2 separate regions of the Sus scrofa genome follow, and region 1 is linked to region 2. Evidence: chromatin contacts called from public HiChIP or PLAC-seq data. All regions are on one chromosome and are shown on one strand. Each heading gives the region's core, a stretch centred on a gene start, on an enhancer-like site or on the middle of the called end of the contact. The rest is flanking DNA. Distances are from core to core; before and after follow the strand shown.

Region 1 (5,591 bases), core at 1,680-4,179, 590 kb after region 2:
GTTGCAGTGAGCTACAGTGTAGGTCCCAGACATGGCTCAGATCTGGCACTGCTGTGGCTGTGGTGTAAGCCAGCAGCTGCAGCTCTGATTCAACCCCTGGCCTGGGAACTTCCATATGCCATATGCCTGGGTACGGCCCTAAAAAGAAAAAAAAAAAAAAAAAGTTGATCATATGTGAGTCTATTGTCTATTTTTAAAATAACAAAAAAAAATTATAAACCCATAGAGAAGAAAATGAGGATAATCTTTTTTATCCTTAGTAAAGTCTGCCCATCTTTCCAGTCTGAACTATTTTGAGAACCTGAATCTATCTTCTTGTTCGTTTAACTTTTTTCATTACTTAATCTCACAGATATATTGTATATTGTTTATGTATTTAAATGTATCTATCTGAGCTTTATACATAAAAGGAGATCTATAAAGTTTACTCTTTAGTCAATACAGGCTTAAGAATGGTAAAATTTAGTTCTCTTATGGCACAGCAAGTTAAGGATCTGGCATTGTCACTGCTATGGCTCAAGTTTGATCCCTGGCCTGGGAAATTCCACATGCTGTGGGTGCAGCAAAAAAAAAAAAAAAGATGAATTTTTTAAAGTGTTTGGCTTCACCCACAGCATGCAGAAGTTCCAGGGCCAAGGATATAACCAGAGCTGTTGCAGAAACAATGCCATGTAGTTATGCTGTAGGCCCCAGGGGAAGTCCAGAATGGTGAAATTTTAAAATTACGTTAAAAGTTAAATTAGAGTTCCATGGTGGCCTAGTGGTAAGGATTCAGTGTTATCATTGCTGCAGCTCAGGTTCAATCCCTGGCCCAGGAACTTCTGCAAGCCATGGGTGCAGGAAAAAAAAAAAAAAAAGAAAAGAAAAAATTAAAGCTATTAACATTTACTTTACCTTTAAAACTATTTGCTGAGTAACTTGTAGTGTATTTACCTGAACTGTAAGGTATCATGCTTCACATGTAAATTAGCAAATTACATAACTCCATAGCAAAGTAAGTGTATTTTAAAAAATCCTTCAAAGTTGATATTTTTCCAGCAAATGTGAAACACTGACAAAACTGAATGAATTTGTTAAAAATTACCTTTAATCACCTTAACTTTTAACTTTTGTTTGATATGTGAAAATAACTTGTAATTTAACTAGCTGCTAGATATTGTCAACATTTTTTTCCTTTTCAGCACTTGAATAATCAGTTAAATAACTTTCATAGAACAATAAAATATAAAGTATTTCTATGTAAATTTCGAAGTCTAAGTTAACAAAAAAGTACTAAGGATCAAGCACAAACATCCACAAAGCAGCCAACAGGCATATACATTTCATCTGTTGAGATGGAGCAAATGACTAGGAGAAAGTCTGCCAGTCAGAACCATATATTTGCCATAATTTTGTAGCCCTGATCTTGCATATGTTATGTATTTTCCATAAGCTCAATGTCAGAGGTATACTAGCTATACCACCCCGCCCCCAAAAAAGCCCAAGAAAAAATTTGAAATGTTAAGGGATAATATTTTGTCAGGTTGGGTTGAGCTTTGGACGGGCATAAAACACTACACCATCTAAGATTTTTTTCGGTCCCTAAGAATCAATTTTCACCCTTGCAGAAGCTATATGCACCCCTTCCTTCCCTGGCCCCGTTTTTAAAGCAAATTAGTTATCACTTCAAAGCAAACCTTCTTTCATACAGAAAACTAGGTCCGGGGAAACCCCACTTCCCTCCAGCCCTTATGAATCCAAAGCCTAGCTCTGGGCAGGTCACTGAACTTCTCCGAACATGTTTCCCTACCTGGCAAATAAGATTAATAATGCCTGCTTTATAAGTGTCATTGTAAATGAACAGTTCTGTGTGAACACTGTTTAGCACATAGAATGCGTTTAGTTAATGACGATCAAATATGAAGCAGGGCACAGATAAAAAATGAGATAGGCAGGACGCCCTTTAGTATGACAGTCTTGCTCCTGGCAAAACACCAATCCAGTTTTTGCTAGTTATACTTTTAACGCAATAAATAGGCAAGTATGTGGGTGACTGTGGAATATCTCAAATTTTATTTCACAACTCTGACTAGCGTAAGAAATGGAAGATGAACAACCTCACGAAGTAGAAAAACTAGTCCTCAAAAGGAGGTTGGTTCCTTTGCAAACGCAGTTTCGCAAAGTATTATCCTCCAACACTTCATCAAAATCCCTCAGGGTTAGGAACTGAGAAAGCTGAGGGTGCGCTGCCAATTCCAGCGCTCTCGCTGCTCTTTAACTCTGGCTACCAGGCAAGTCCACATGGTCCAGGACAGAAGACAAAACGCCTCGGCCCCTTCCTCCCCAAACCGCAGCCCCCGGGAAAGGCGCAACCTCGTCGCCCGGAAGTTCCACGCACCCGGAGGGACGCGGAGAAAGGCGGAGAACCGACCGCACAGAACCCGGCCGTCCACTCCGGAAAGGCGGCTGCGGGTCCTCACCTGGGCGTCGCCCCTGCCACTCGGCCCACAGCAGGGTCAGGTCGCCATCTGCCCGCAGGAAGCGCAGGAGCTGCACCACGAGCGCGAGCAGCACGCATAGTGCCAGCAGCCAGAGAAACAGCTCCCAGCTCATCACCGCCGCGCACGCCCTGCTTTGCGGAGACAGCTAATAGAGATAGCTAGAGCGACCCACGAACCCTCCGGACCTGGTCTGAGCCGCGCAACTGCGCGAGTGCAACGGCGCAGCCGTCGCCCCGCCCACCCCTGGCCAGGGCGGACCGGGAGTGCAGGCTGGAAGCGGAGCCGCCCTGGGCTCAGGGAGTTGGGCGTGGGGGACGCCGACGCTGTCATCGCTCCTTAGGTTTCGCCTGCCAGGGCTCCCAGTAAAGAGTTGCAGTAGAAGCAGACGGCGTGGATGACAGATGCTTGGCGATACTGCATTTGGTACAGTAATCAAGAACGGTTAACAGTTGTTTTGAGGCCAAATAGTTTTCGAAGATCTAGTTGTGTCGAGAGGAAGAGCACAAATATTACAACGAATAAATTTGGCTTCTTCCTCCCCACTTCTTAACTTTCTTTAGATGAGCCCAACAAAGCACCAATTTGTTTTCCATCCCAGCCCACCCCCTCACCGAATTAGCCCAAGGGTTGAGTGGGATTGGCCTAAATTTGAAAGTGACCCTGGCCCCATTGCTGAATAAGAAAGTGCAGCTTGGGCAGCACTTGACCTTGAGCGTAATGCTAGGAGTACCAGTTGGGGATTTGAGCCAACTCAGTTGGAGTCCAGGTAGCTGGGCCCTCAGCAATCCTGAGTAAATTATTTCTGCACCCATAAAGAATATGTAATTTAAATGAGAAAATGCCTGTGAGGGACACAGTGACTCAAACGCAGTAATCCTAGTAATCCTTTCTTTCGTAATTATTATAACTAATTATCATTATTAATTATTCTTCATTATTTCTATTATACTTATCATTTTTTGGACTCCAACCTGAAAAGCAGGGATTTTGTTTATAAACTTCTACATTCTGCAACTCTAGTTCTCCTTATACCTGAAAGCCATAAGAATGTTTGCATTGTATTGAATTAGAAAATTGACAGAACACTGTAAACCAACTATAATAGAAAAAATAAAAATTATTATGAAAAAATTGAGAGTTCCCACTGTGGCACAGTGGAAACAAATCCAACTAGTATCCATGAAGATGCAGATTCAATCCCTGGCCTCACTCACTGGGTCTGCTGCCATCCAATGTTGCCCTGAACTGTGGTGTAGGTCTCAGACTTGGCTCAAATCCAGGGTTGCTGTTGCTGTGTATGTGGTGTAGGCTGCTGGCTGCAGCTCAGATTCAACCCCTATCTGGGAACTTCCATATGCCTTGGGTGTGGCCCTAAAAAAAAAAAAAAAAAAATTCATTGTGGCGTTGTTCTGGGTTCCTGGAGGAAGATGTGCCCTTAGCTAAACCTTGACTCTGACTAATGGTTTATCCTGATCACAACTTGAAATAATATTGCTCAGGAGTGACTCTTATTAGCTTGCTGCCTTTGCAGTATAGGCTTTTATTTTTTTTTTTCCTGAATAGCCATATTCAATTTTATTTTTTTATTAATCTTATTTTTTATTGTAATTGTTTTACATTGTTCTGTCAATTTCTGTCATACATTTATACACACTCTTTTTTTTCTTATAATTGACTTTCCAAATAAGGTACTTAAAAGTAATATTACCAGCTGGAGCTGGAACCAAACTCAAGTTCAGGTGCTCATTGCTAAAAAGTCAGTGTTTCCAGAGACAAGGGTTCATGGAAAAATAAAGATGCTTTACTCAGGAAGCTGGCAACCTGGGAAGATGGCAGACTAATATCCACCAAACCATCTCCCAGTTGTCAGTTAGAGGGGAAAGGTTTTATAGGGAAAAACTGGGATGTTTCAGAGGTGTGCAGGTGGGGGCTGTGTGCAGAACAGAACACTGGATTCTCCATCACAAACTCCAGCTGTGGGTGGGTGGGTAGGACAGATCTGCAAATAGCTGTTAAGAAGTGGGAGCTGAGACAGCAGGCCCAGTGCTGGGAAAACCCGTCCCAAAGAATATGATCTCTGATCTATCCAGTCCTGGAGTAAGAGGTCTGTGTGAGCTCTGAACATCTAAGACTCAAAACTGTACCTTTATCTTTTAATCTGATAATTTTGGTCTTATTCACGCCAGGGTATGTACTTATTATAAATTATGTACATTTATTAATTTACAAGCTATAATGGTTAATTTTATGTGTTGACTTTGCTATGCCATGGTGCCCAATTTTTGGTCAAACACTAGTCTAGATGTTGCTTTGAAGTTATTTTTAAGATGTGATTAGCACTTAAATCAGTATACTTTGAGTAGAGGCTTTGAGTAAAGGCTCTAGAGTGTGGATGGGTCTTATCTAGACAGCTAAAGGCTTAAAGTAAAAAAGAATGGGGGAGTTCTCATTGTCACTCAGTGGGATAAGGACCCGATGTTGTCTCTGTGAAGATGTAGGTTTGATCCCTGGCTTTGTTCTGTAGGTTAAGGATCCGCTGTTGCTGTGGCATAGGTCACAGATGCAGCCTGGATCAAGTGTTGCCATGGCTGTGGTATAGGTCTCAGCTGCAGCTCCGATTCAATCCCTGGCCTGGGAACTTCCATATGCTGCAGGTAAGGCTGTTAAAAAAAAGAAAAGAAAAGAAAAGAAAAGTTAATTAATTAATTAAACAAAAAAAACCCACTGAGGTCCAGAGAAGTGAGAGAATTCTGCCTCCTAGACTGCCTTTGAACTTGAATTGCAATATCAACTCTTCCCTGAGTCTCTAGCCTGCTGGCCTGCCCTGCAAATTTCAGATTTGCTGGCCCTCACAATTGTGTGAGTCAATTCCTTAAAATAAATCCCTCTCTCTCTCTCTAATGTATGTATATCTCCATTGATTCTGTTTCTATGGAGAACCCTGGCTAATGTATAAGCTGTGATAAAACCACACAGTCATTTCACCTCACCAGCAGTTCTTGCCTTAGAAAATGAAAACAATAAACTATTGTACAAATTTAACATTAAAAAAACTTTTATTTTACCTGAGTAGAGGCATAATTAATTTTGGAATTCAAGTATACATCTAAA
Region 2 (5,766 bases), core at 2,947-5,446:
CCCACAGGCAAACGGATTGTGGCCAATTTTTTAAAACACAAAGCCCTCAATTAGGCTGTTTGCCCTTTTAAGGCAGGAATAGTGATTTCTACCTTTTAGTTACTTTAGCAGCCAGGAAGTTGCCCTACATAAAGTTTGAAATAAAAACAGTATGTGGTGCTGGTGCTGGTGGTGGTGGTGGTGATGGTGATGATGGTGGTGAGGGTGGTACCATAACTTATCCTTAGTTTCCATCCATTGATCTTTGTGGTGGTAAGAGAAGGGAATATGGTGCTCTGAGATTCAAGTTCTAGTTCTACCACTGACCCACTGTATAGTTTCAAACTTAAAAACAAACACAATGCTGTAAATGGTTTAGTAACTTATTAGCAACTTTCTCTCCCCTCTAGTTCTTGCTAACTACAACTTTTAGAACCACTAACAGAACAATGTCCTCCTTAAGCCACCCCTGTCCTAAAACTTCCTCCCCCTGCCACCAGAAGTGAAAGGTGAGAATGCCTTTTCTGCCTAAAGTCCTTCATGCCACTACCTGTCACTTCCAATCTCATGGATTTTCCCTTCACCCACTGGGGCAGGTTTATTCCATGTTATGTTTATTTTTAAATGCTTTCCTTCAGTTCTTCTCCGGCACTACCCCATTTTGCAACATGCTCACCTCCTTCCTCTAAGATCTCTTTCTGCCTCATGCACAGTTGCTGAATTCTTGCTCTATAATACCTTTCATTTCCCCCTAAATATCTGACATGACTTTCATTTTTTCATGGTGTGAAAAATACACAACTATTTTTGCTTTTAACAGGGTATCTGTTAAACGTGAGTTCAGCTGCTCTGCCTGTGTAGGTTTTATGATGAGCGCTAAGGAGAGATGATCTGATCTACTTTGACTACAGCGAGTGTAGGAAAATATATGCAGATAATTTATAAACTTCTGGTTGCAGTGATGCCTTGAGAAAGGTAAAAAAATTAAAACATCTTTAACTCTGGCAAGAATCATATATTTCCATTTTTGATTACAAAATAATGGCATATACCCATCTATCACACACACACAAAATCAAGAATAAAGATTTTTAAATCCTTCATAAAAGGTGGCCATTTCACATTAAAATCTTTATATGAGAGTTCATGTTTCATATCCAATTTAAAGGACATATTCAATTAAAGCTGTGAAATATTGACGAAAGGAGAGGCAAGATGGAGGAAAAAAAGAGAGCAAAACACGAGAACATCTTTTAAAATTTCCAGTAAATGATTCTATGTACAGTGGCATTTAATGTGAGAAATTTTACCCACACAAATCCTGAATTGTGCTTTAAATTTTTTTAAAAGTGTCTTTGCTTCGCAACTTTCTGAAGGTATTTCTAGCTTGACTTAAGTACCTCTCAGACTTTATGCCTGTTATGAATACTCCATTATATATAATAATCCCACAGCCAATCTCCTTTCAAATAAAGACATTATTTTAAGTGTCATGTCTATAAAGTGACTATTTTTTAAACAGATGTACCCAAACTTCCAAATGTAGGAGAACATGATTTTCTTGGAGAGCTTTGTTTATTCCAAGAATGCAGCCACTTCTTAAGATAGTTTCTGAACTCCTCTTTGGAAGCATCTTTGGTTAGCTAAAAGCTACATAGGTTAGCCAAGCTTGTTATTTTATAGTGCTGTCATATATGTATATATGCATTACTTACCTGATTCAATCAACTTGACTTCAAATTACATTTTTGGCTGCATCAAAAATCAAATTTATCTCAAAAGCAAAGATTTTTCTACTATGAAAGTTATCTTTTTAAGACCAGGAAAGCTTTCTGAGAGTGGCAACTCTAAATCATTAGAAACAAAAGTTGCTGGTTAGACTAAGTTTCAAGTCTCAAAGCTTCCAAGGCAGATAATTTAGGGGTCAGATGGGGGCCATTAATTTATAAATATAATCTTGGAATACTTTTTAAAATAGCCACACTTTATTTGCTTTTATTTGTCCCTCAAATGGTTGAATTTTATAGTAAGAAAACACCTTTTCAAAATCCTAAAATGGTTTTAGGTGGATATAAACTTAAAATTTCACCCAAAGATTGGGGGTGGGGGAGGGGGTTGGGGCGGGAAAGAAATGCACCGAAGTGTGCGAAGTGTGTAAGAATAAGAAATTTCTACTCCTAACCTAAGTACTCAAAGCATGTGTCAGAGGTGCAAGTTCTAGAAATCTTAAGTTCTGCTGAATGCTGGTGATTTAGAGGGGCCTTCAAGCAATTCTTAAGGTCTCCATTCTTTCCTGAAACACTATATATTTGAACAGACACCAGTTGCATTTAATGATTTTTTGTTTCACAGTGTGATTCCTGTAATATGAGCTTCTCAATAATTGTGAATTTTATTTTTGTCATTTTTGGCACTTACAGTTCACAACGCTTGGTTGTGTGGTTTAATATAGTTTTAATTTTTGCATTTTACATTGCTTTTGGCACTTCTGAAGGAAGGGTCACTGTCTTGGTAAACCTCTCCCCTAGGTCTCTTTCTTAAATGTTTGGCTTTACGAAATACACGATTCTCCCCGGAATCCTGTGTCATATGACGCTGGTGACAATTTGCCTTCACGAGCTGCGCATCCCAACGCTTCTTAGAGGCTGGTATCCCTAGCTTCGGATTTAGGCTGTTTGGCCGCGGCTCTTGCAGGCTCTGGCGGCCCCTCCTGGCAGAAAAGTACGACTGGATTTTTGCAAGCCCACATGGCCACGTCCCCTCCCGCGCCGCTCGGCGGGTTGGAAGAAGACATCCAGCTGCAGACCCCCAGGCGGCTGGTATAACGGTTTCGAAAACGATTGCGGCTTCTGGCCTGCTGAGCCCGGCCATGGTTGGGCAGGAAAGTGTCCACGTTCCTAGTCCGGTAGCCCTCCTCACGACTGCGCCCCAGGAGCATCGAAATGTTAGGGTTGCGAACGGCATAGATGACTGGGTTAATGGCCCCATTGGCCCAGGTCAGCCAGACGGCCACCACGTTGAGGAACGAGGGGGCCTGCGTGGCCTGGGCCTGCCGAGCGGCGGCCAGCAGCACCAGGAAGCAGTAGGGCCCCCAGCAACCGATGACGAAGACAATCATGATGAGCACGGTGGTGGCCGTGCGCACGTCGCTGAAGAAGCGCAACACGCGGGCGTAGGTGGTCAGCGGCCGCACGCGCACATCCCACAGGCGCACGGTCCTGCAGATGTGGTAGTGGCAGAAGCACATGAGCAGGCAGGGCAACAGGTAGCAGGCCACCACCAGCCCCACGCTGTAGGCCGCGCCCAGCTGCGCGGGGTCCGGGGACGCCCGGTACAGGCAGCCATGGAAGCTCTGCGCGGCCGGGGGCTCTAGAGGCCCGAGGAAAAGCTCCCAGGGCAGGGAGAAGCCCAGGGCCGCCAGCCAGGCTCCCGCAAGCAGCTGCAGCGCGCGGCGGCGCCCGATCTTGTCTCGCGGTGGCCGCACGATGGCGCAGTAGCGGTCCAGCGAGATGAGGGCAACGCTTAGCGTGGACACGATGCCGAAGCACGAGCTGAAAAAGCGGCTGGCTGTGCAGAAGCCGTGCCAGGGCCGGGAGGCGGCAGCAGTGGGCGCCGGGCCCCCGGGCGGCGTGAAAAGATCCAGGAAGGCGGCAGGCAGGCAGAGCAGCGCTGTTAGTAGATCCGACAGGGACAGGGACAGGATGAAGGCGTTTGTGACAGTGCGGAGCTGCCGGTGCTTCACGATCACCCCCATCACCGCGCAGTTGCCCAGGCTAGACAGCAGGAAGATGAGCAGGAGGACAAGCGCCTGGGCCGCCATCGCCGCCCCCTGCGACAGCGGCGGCGCCGCCTCGGTGTCCAGTGGCAGCCTCCCCACCGCCCCCGCCGCCCCGCGCCCGCCGAGGCCGCCGCCTGCCCAGGAGCCAGTACTGTCGCCCCCGCCCCCGACGCTCTGGTTCCCCAGCGCCGCGGCCGCCGCAGTGCTGAAGGAGAGCAAGGCCGCCGCCGTCGCCGCGGAGGAAGTCCCTCCAGGCCTGCCGGCCACGGAGAGGGCGCCGGGGCGTGGGCTGCCCGACAAGGCCGTGGTCACTAGCGGGCGGACCGGCGGCGGCGACGGCTCCTCCATGGGGTCCCGCGGCTGCCGCGGGTCTAATCATCCCGCACCAGGGCAGGCGGCCACCAGCCCGAGGTGGGTGGGGGCTGGGGCCAGAGACCTCTGCCGGGAGTCGCGCTGGCCGGAGGGGTGGCGGTCGCCCGGGACCTAGTGAAGCCTTTGACATGCGTTCCAGGCGTTGCCCAGGGAACCGCGTGTTTACGCAGGAGCGCGGGGCGGGCCGCCGGCCAGCGGAGTACTCCCCGAAAAGCCGCTCCAGGACATCACCTGTCCTGGAGGTGGGGAGCTAGGGAGCTGGGGAGCCAGGGAGCTGGGGAGCCAGGGAGCCAGGGAGCTGGGCTTCCAAGTGCTACGTCGACCTCCTCAGGGACCCTGCCCGGCTAGATGAAGCGGGACTGGCCCTCATACAGATGACCAAATTCAACAAGGGTTCACTCTCAACCTCCCTTGTTGGATACAGATGTCCTAGGGGAAGGCCCAGGGAGGGGGTGTGTGTGCTTTTCGTAGAATCTTAAGTGGAAAACAATCCAAATCCGGAGACATTAAACTTGGTGGGGGGGCAGAAAATTTAAACAAAGTGTTCTCAAACTTTAGCATGCAACAGAATCACCAAGAGGGCTTGTTAAAACCTAAGTGGCTGGGCCCAACCCCAGAGGTTCAGAATCACTAGGTCTGGGGTCCTGGCCGAGAAATTGGCTTTCTAACAAGCTGCTGGTGGTAATGATGCTGGTCCAAGGACCACACTTTGAGAACATATAGTGGGCTTATTCAAATGGATATTGACTGGCTGACTCCCAGAATTACCAAGGGTGGGCCCGAGAATCTAAACCCCTTAGGTGATTCTGATACTAGTGCTCTGGGGAGCTAGGATATGGATATTGGAGGTAGGATGTCACATTGTTTTCAAGGACCGGGACCTCAGACCCATAACTGGCTCCCACATGTAGGGGGAGAGGGGAGTGTGACTGTCTCCTTGCCCTACTTGCATCCTTCATAAATTCTCTGGAACAAGGTATGTTTTGAGTCTAAGATGCTGCCAGTCAGGTGGTTACCACGCATGCAGCTTCAGGTATCTGGTGGGAGATACAGCAAAAGGAGGGGCCTGCGTGCTCTGGGGAAGTTGCATCTCAAGTTTTTGGGGCATGGTCTCTAATGGGGGAAAGTGTGATAAACCCTTGGGTTCTCTAAAGCAGTGGTTTGCAAAGTGTGGACCCTGGACCAGCAGCATCAACAGGACCTGGGAGGTTGTAAGAAAGGCAGATTCTCAGGCTCCACCCCAAATCTACTGAAGCTCTGGGGGTGGAGCCTAGTCACATGACCTGCAAGTGCTCCCGATGCACTTCCAGAAACAATGATCTAAAAAAAAATGAGGAGTTCCAGTGGTGGCTCAGTGGTTAACGAATCCGACTAGGAACCATGAGGGCATGGGTGTGATCCCTGGCCTCTCTCAGTGGGTTAAGGATCCTGCGTTGCTGTGGCTGGCAGCAACAGCTCCGATTAGACCCCTAGCCTGGGAATCTTCATATGCCTCGGGTGTGGCCCTAGAAAAGACAGAAATAAATAAATAAATAAAAATTAATTAATTAATTTAAAAAATAACTAGTATAGTATACTGTTGCAGATCTTAGAATCAATCATATTAATGTTTGGGGTACTTCTTTCAGTGAGGAAAA

The links. HiChIP or PLAC-seq counts read pairs in DNA pulled down with a chosen protein or histone mark.
Region 1: a contact with region 2 is called in an H3K27ac HiChIP or PLAC-seq map of alveolar macrophages. The contact joins the promoter of DHRS7 here to the promoter of GPR135 in region 2. A contact is called at or near these places in 2 of 2 datasets of contacts at active chromatin or transcription factors (alveolar macrophages and skeletal muscle).

The regions. Positions count from the first base shown.
Region 1 is chr1:189,167,816-189,173,406 of Sscrofa11.1, forward strand. It overlaps DHRS7 (dehydrogenase/reductase 7), which reads right to left and starts at 2,930. Exons shown (of 7, transcript NM_001244160.1): 1 at 2,460-2,930. The coding sequence starts at 2,592. It overlaps LOC102157689 (a long non-coding RNA gene), which reads left to right and starts at 2,767. Exons shown (of 5, transcript XR_002335513.1): 1 at 2,767-2,903.
Region 2 is chr1:188,578,330-188,584,095 of Sscrofa11.1, forward strand. GPR135 (probable G-protein coupled receptor 135) reads right to left here and starts at 4,197. Exons shown (of 1, transcript XM_021102702.1): 1 at 1,687-4,197. The coding sequence starts at 4,105. The coding sequence ends at 2,618.